Regions from separate parts of the Zea mays genome. Here region 1 is linked to region 2. Evidence: chromatin contacts called from public Hi-C data. All regions are on one chromosome and are shown on one strand. The core of a region is the stretch at or near the end of the contact, and the rest is flanking DNA. Distances in the headings are between cores, read along the strand shown. Region 1 overlaps LOC103647984 (transcriptional corepressor SEUSS). Region 2 overlaps LOC100217316.

Region 1 (3,258 bases), core at 401-2,900, 290 kb after region 2:
TAATACCCTGTCCATTACAGGTGATTGGTTTCTTCAGTCAATTATGCACAGTGTGTTTGCTCTGGTGCTTACTGTAAGATAACAATAGCGAATATGTTGTTAGTTAAGCTGCTGTTTTGTCAAGGCCATATTTGTCAATCCTTCGTTCACAAAGTTAGGTAGCATTAATAGAGTTTGACAAACATTTTATCAGTTGCCAAGATATCTTTTTGTGCTTAGAACACCAGTTTTTTTTTTACCGTAATGTCTTAGGGTCTGTTTGAAAGCACCCGGTTTTTAGTAAACTAGTTTATAAAACCAGTTTATTCTTTAGCTTTTAGAAATTGGATTTTCAGTTCCTAAAAAACCAAGAAGCTAGTATTTCCTAGCTAAAACAAGTTTCTGTGCGGTAAATTATGTACTGTCCTTAGTTCGGTAAAAAATTGTGATTGCCACTGCTCTCAGGCTTGTGCACGTGATACCCTTGATGCCTGCTCTACCCGATTTGAATGTTTAATTATTATTTGAAAAAAATTGAATTCAAAAATACGAGTTTAAGCTATATTTAAAATTGGCAGTAAAGAAAAATGAAGAAAAAAATGAATCAGTTACTTCTAAAATAGAGTAAACGTAGACTTGTCTTTGTAGACTTGTCTTTGTGTATAGAAAAAACTAAACTGGTTTCCAAACAACTAGGTTTGAAACACGCACACCTTTTTTTTTTACATAAACCAAGAATCCGGAGATAGAAATTAGTTTCTTAGAAACTATAGTCTTTCAAATAGGCCCCAGTCGATTTATTGGCCACCAACTTGAGGGGACAATACGGGAGCTCGAAATTGTTCTATCACGGGAGGTATCGAACCGGATAACGCCTGAATCAACTGGTTCTAAGGCTTTTGGTTGATCAGGCCGTTGCAATGCCCGCGACAAGGGCTAGCGATCTCGATGGTTGCCTCGCAGGCTTATTAGCATCTGAGAATGATCATCATCACGCACCCGGTGCTCTTTCTGTCCTCGCTTATTTGACAACAATATCCCGTGGGATACATGCAGGTTTGGACAAAAAAACCGGTAGCCCGATACCTGAACATGTATTACCGAAAACCCGAATTTTATTTGAGAATTTCGGATCACAACTTATAAAACCATTCTCCCAGAGGCGAAGCTAGGTTTCTAACTATGAATGCAAATGCACCCCCACAAAATAAAATTTCTATAGATTTAGATTCATCATATATACACCCTAGAAAAAAAAAATTATACACCCACAAGGCTAAATACATCCTCCTCTAGAACCCGAATGCGAAAGGGACTCTAACTGAGTTGGTTATGTGTTCTAATTAGCACTCCTCTAGTCTTAGGTTCTAAGGCTCTGTCTCGGTCGTGGTCGTTCTCACATGGGTTTCGATACCGCTGTGTATGGGTAGGACAGAGGTTCGAGAGTTTTCTCTACCTACTGTATATGAGAATGTCTTCTTTTTAATACAATATCTGAGAGCTATTTTACCCCACAGGTCGAGTTTTTTTAGAACCCAAATAACCCGAACTTCCAAATCCCAACCCGGTAGCGGTAGAACGGTAGCAGTAGGCAATGGCATACGTCGTACTACATGCATACAGATGCAGCCCACTCCAAGAGCCTAAGTCCAACCCAACAACAGGAACAGTCGCGTCACCCGTCAGCCCACCGTGCCCACACCCCATGGCCACGGTCCACGGGCACGCCGCACGCACTCCCTGTGTGCAACTGAAACACTGGATCTGGAAGTATGCAATTGGTGCTGCATTGTTGCTTGTGTCGACTGTCTGTGTGAATCAGAACTTTGTATCCAAATTTGTGAGTTAGAACTTTGTATGGTTAAGTGAGATTCTTCGTACGCTTTTCAAAACAGTGAATCAGAACTGCGAAGTTCCCGTCAACAGAGCAGTGAGCCAAAGGTATTTTACCAGTTCTTTTCTCGACTGGAACGTTTCGTCCCAACAAGACGAGCAAGTCAATTGACGTTTGGGTTACGAAATGTAATGTAAATAGTAATGCTAACGATTCACACTCGAATAGCGACAGTAACAAATTTAAATAAGATGGTATCCATTTATAGTGCAGTATCAATTACGGTTAGAATTAAACAAATATAATTTAACGTTATCGATTACCCCTTATGTTACCAATATGTGAACCACCAAATGGCACATATGTTCCTGAGAGCCATGGTAAATTACAGAGGATAAGGTACAAGTTATCCAGCAAGGGAAAAAAAAAGGCGAGGGACAACTCCTAATTCTTTCAGAGTATCTTTTCCCAAAGATAACTGAAGCAAGCAACAAGTGACGGGCACCCAGCTGGCAGCCAGTCCTGTAATTCTGGCTCTCCGTTCCACAGCATGTCAATGACGAAGGAAACACTAAATCTAAGGGCATGTACAGTGGAGAGACACCAAAACAGTTCTCCAAGCACAAGAGACAACTAAGAGACTCTATTATACAATGGAGTGTCTATAAATGTAGTCTACTAATAAATACAGAATTAAATGTATTTGTACAACAGCAGATTGATAGAACAGACGACAAATTCGTACAGTAGGAAGTGAGACGTCTATTACTACTTGGTTTACGAGCCAGAGGCGTCTCTTCACGGAGAGACGGCTCTAAGATTTTTTTGCAAATACACCCCTTAAACAGCTTAAGAGCCTCCACATTAAACACCACTGTACATGCCCTAAGAGCTAATATGGAATTCCCACACACACACCTGTTATACCATGCTACAACTACTTGAACCTTTTTTTCACAGCATTAAATGGGTGAAGAGTGGACAAAGGATGTGGCACATGGTGGAATTGCAACTCCCAGTAAAGAATCGGCAAAATGTTGTAAAACTCAGGGGAGTAGATCAAGAAGAGATTGGCAAACTGACAGTTACAGACTTTGCATGTACCAGCCGGGACGCACGCTATCGCTTATGGTACCCTTTCACGGCAGCATTAATGCGGAAGCCCAAAGGGGAGACTATGGCACCATAAATGCTCCACACGCGTTGCCAGCAAGGGCAGATGCACCGTCACACTGCACTCTTATGGTTTCTGGTCGCTCGCTCTATTGTGAGGGTTTCCAGTCATACTGCATGTTATTGAAGCTGTTCCCTGATCTAAATCCGCCCAGCAGCTGGCTTCCTATGTCATGCTGCTGCTGATGTTGCTGCTGGTGCTGTAGCTGACCCAGCTGCGATAGGTCGTGTGCACCGTGGTTCATTCCCATCCTTGCACCCATCGCCATCGG
Region 2 (3,217 bases), core at 112-2,611:
GGCTGGTTACTGCCACTTTTTATCACTGTTATTAATCCCTAGACCATTGGTTTGTTATTGTGCAAGGATTGTTTGTGGTTTTCATTAGAAGGTTCGTTGATGATCGATTTATTAAATGTCTGGTTGTTAATTGTTATACCTCAAAGCTCACTAAAGAGGTTTCTTTGTGACAAACCTGATACCATTTTGATTTCTTACAGACTGAGGATAGCGCTGGAGATATGGGACGAGGACGTGTCCGGGGGCGTGGTCGTGGTGGCAGGGGCCGGGGGCGTGGTTACCATCAACAGAACAACAATCAACACCACCAGCACTACCAAAACAGTAGCCACCACAGTAACAGTAGTAGTACCCGTCCAGTGGGAACCCCACCGCCATCTGGCCACCCAGTCATGATTGAGCAGCAGCAACAGCAGCAGGCAGCTCAACCACAGCCCCTCACAGCGGCTAACAAACAGCCTCCAGGTCCTCGCATGCCGGATGGCTCACGGGGATTCAGCATGGGCAGAGGGAAGCCGCAAACATTGACGCCCAAAGTATCCGAGTCTGAACCTGAACAATGAATTCGAACCTCGCAGAGAGACTAATGGGTTCCGGTTTGCCATGTTGATACATATGCTGAGAGACTTGCCTTTTAGAAGTCTGTCCTCGAGGTCGCTTTCTAATTTATGGGACCATATACATTTCTGCATGTGCTGTGTGTGTACTTCCAAAGCCAGCAGACACTGGTTCGCGAATAGTACGGTTGCGGCCATTCTGTAATTCCATTTTTGCCCCCCTTATGCAGTTTTGGGTGCAATACTGAAAATCAAAAACTCATGCTAAAAAGGTTGAAAAGAATCGAGTCGTTGTAAAATAAGATTGTTTCTTCGCTGTTTGCGGGGGACTGATCATTTCGATGCTTTTACCATTTTGTTGTTTATTATCCATTGATAATTTGTGGGCGAAGAACGGTGAAAAATTACACACTTGACCAATTGAATTATCAGTTCCTAGCAGCTGCCTGTAAATGTAACAGGGCTAAGTCAGGTCAAATCAATATCTATATTCTATTCGCTACTCTTTTTATATACTAAATTATAAGTTCGAGCTTTTTTAATATATATCTTTTAGTCTAGTTTTTAGACTGTTTGGAAGCTCAATGCGGCCACACCACACTTCCTGTTACATTGCATAGCATACCCCCGGTGGAGGCTGACGAGTGGGCTAGCCTGTCTCACCCGATTAATCCCTAAGGGCTTGTTTGGAAGGCCACTTTCTCGTGGAGAAATCATACTTTTTCCTAGGTCCAAAGCTCACGTGGAAATATACCCGAGATATACTTTTTGGTCCATTTGGAAGACAAACACCCCGGTCCAGTCCTCCCCCGATGCTGAGGGATACCCGTGGAAGCCCTCATGGCCACCTGAGGCCGGGCAACCTTCCCCAGTTTGGAAGGGACACAAGCGGATCCGAGCAACCACGCCCTCCGCCGCCACTATCGTCCACACCGCTGCCATCCGCTCTGCTGCCGCTCCATCGTCGTCCTTCCCCGACGCAGTCGCGAGCGGGACGTGAGGCGACAGTGCCCTCCACCACCGCCACCGTCTCGGATTTGTCGCCCTCCGCCGCCATCTCTGCCCTCGGTTCACTGTCCTCCACCGTCGTCTTCCGCGACACGATGTAAGACCTTCGCTCCTCCTTGTAAATTATGTACTTACCTAGGTTTCAATTAATTCTCCATTATTCGGTTCTTCGAAGGTACAATACAATGTTGTCTCCAAGACACAGTACATGGTCTTCTCCAAGATCCAGTACAAGGTCGTCTCCTCCAAGATCCAAACCCCAACGCTAGTGAGGTATGCACCTACCGAGTACAAGGTCGGCTCTCCTCTTATTTATCATGAACTGCATGAACTCTGATGCACCTAGCGAGTTCCAGAGTCCTAGTGAACTCTGATGAATTTTTATGCATGAACCGAGAGGAAGTTGCTGGTTTCAGTTTGGGGCACAGTTTTTGGACCAGTTAAGTGATGCCTATTTTTGGTTCAGAACTATACATCGATTGATCTATTTAAACTGTCCATCTTGATGCATTTTTTTGTTCAGTTGAAGGAACTTGAACTGGGTGCTTTAATAGACTCACTGCAAAATCTGCATTCAACAATTGTTTGGAGGTTTGAATGAACTAACCTCAGAAGGGGTTTAGTTGCTCGGCTTCATCACTAGCCACTATTAATGGATCAGAATGACTTGTAGACAAAAGGAGAACCACCCTCTAGTTCTTGCAGTTCATCACTAAAAATCACGAATTATAATTTATTTTGTTATGATTTGTGTTATCACTTAAGATTGTTTAAACTTGACTTAAAATTTTACATTTTTGAATAAATATTTTGAATAAGACGAGTGGTCAAAGTTTTTCTAAAAAGTCAACGACATCATATATTTAAGAATGGAGGGAGTATTTTTAGGAGCTTGTGAGTTCTGACTGTTTGGTTCGGTTTCTTTGAGAGAATGGGTAGAGGTCAACATGTGTATCACTACAGTCTGTAGATTAGATAATCGCAGTTCTTAGAAAAATTACAGAGACAATTGTCGGCGTTTCGACCCCGGGGGGTCCCTGGACCGACGAGTAAATTGTCGCTGCGTGTCCCAGCCCAGATGGGTCGGCGCGAGATGGAACACAAGGGGGAAAACCGCGGCTCGTGTTATCCTGCGCCCAGGGCGGATGCGCTTGCAGTAGGGGGTTACAAGCGTTCGCGAGGGAGAGAGAGAGAGAGAGAGAGAGAGAGCCTGTCCGTCAGCCCGTTCTCCCGCGCGGCCACCTTCTCGTACGAGGGCCCTGGACCTTCCTTTTATAGATGTAAGGAGAAGCCCCATGTGTACAATGGGGGGGTGTAGCAATGTGCTAACGTGTCTAGCAGAGAGGAGACAGAGCCCTATGTACATGCCGACGTGGCTGTCGGAGAGGTGTTAGAGCCCTGTTCATGTGATGTCGTGGCCGTCGGAGGAGCGCTTGAGCCCTGTAGAAGCACAGTTGTCGGGACCTTGCTGACGTCTCCTTGCTTCTGTAAGGGGCTGAGAACCGCCGTCGTCATGGGAGCATGCGGGGTGCCATCATTACTCGTTTACCGGGGCGAGCCAGATGGGACGCCGGTCTTGTTCCCCGTAGCCTGAGCTAGCTAGGGGTAGGGTAATGATGTTCCCCCCTGTAACGTGGTCGGTCCGAGCCCAA

The links. A called contact is a pair of places that touch in the nucleus more often than the background predicts.
Region 1: a Hi-C map of ear shows a contact between it and region 2, with 2.3 times the contacts expected there. The contact joins two enhancer-like sites. A contact is called at or near these places in 2 of 25 Hi-C or Micro-C datasets (ear and tassel).

Annotation. Positions count from the first base shown.
Region 1 is chr2:226,964,746-226,968,003 of Zm-B73-REFERENCE-NAM-5.0, forward strand. LOC103647984 (transcriptional corepressor SEUSS) reads right to left here. Exons shown (of 10, transcript XM_008672496.3): 10 at 2,119-3,258. The coding sequence ends at 3,076. It overlaps LOC100501389, which reads left to right. Exons shown (of 2, transcript NM_001196121.2): 2 at 1-191. Among protein-coding and RNA genes, the nearest start is that of LOC103647984, 7.8 kb to the right of the region's middle. Within about 2 kb of position 1,651, at least 20 of the 20 cell types and tissues checked have an H3K27ac peak or open chromatin away from gene starts, as enhancers often do. A contact at or near this core is called in ear and tassel, where this site is marked.
Region 2 is chr2:226,671,215-226,674,431 of Zm-B73-REFERENCE-NAM-5.0, forward strand. LOC100217316 reads left to right here. Exons shown (of 10, transcript NM_001359585.1): 10 at 201-910. The coding sequence ends at 563. Among protein-coding and RNA genes, the nearest start is that of LOC100217316, 11 kb to the left of the region's middle. Within about 2 kb of position 1,362, at least 19 of the 20 cell types and tissues checked have an H3K27ac peak or open chromatin away from gene starts, as enhancers often do. A contact at or near this core is called in ear and tassel, where this site is marked.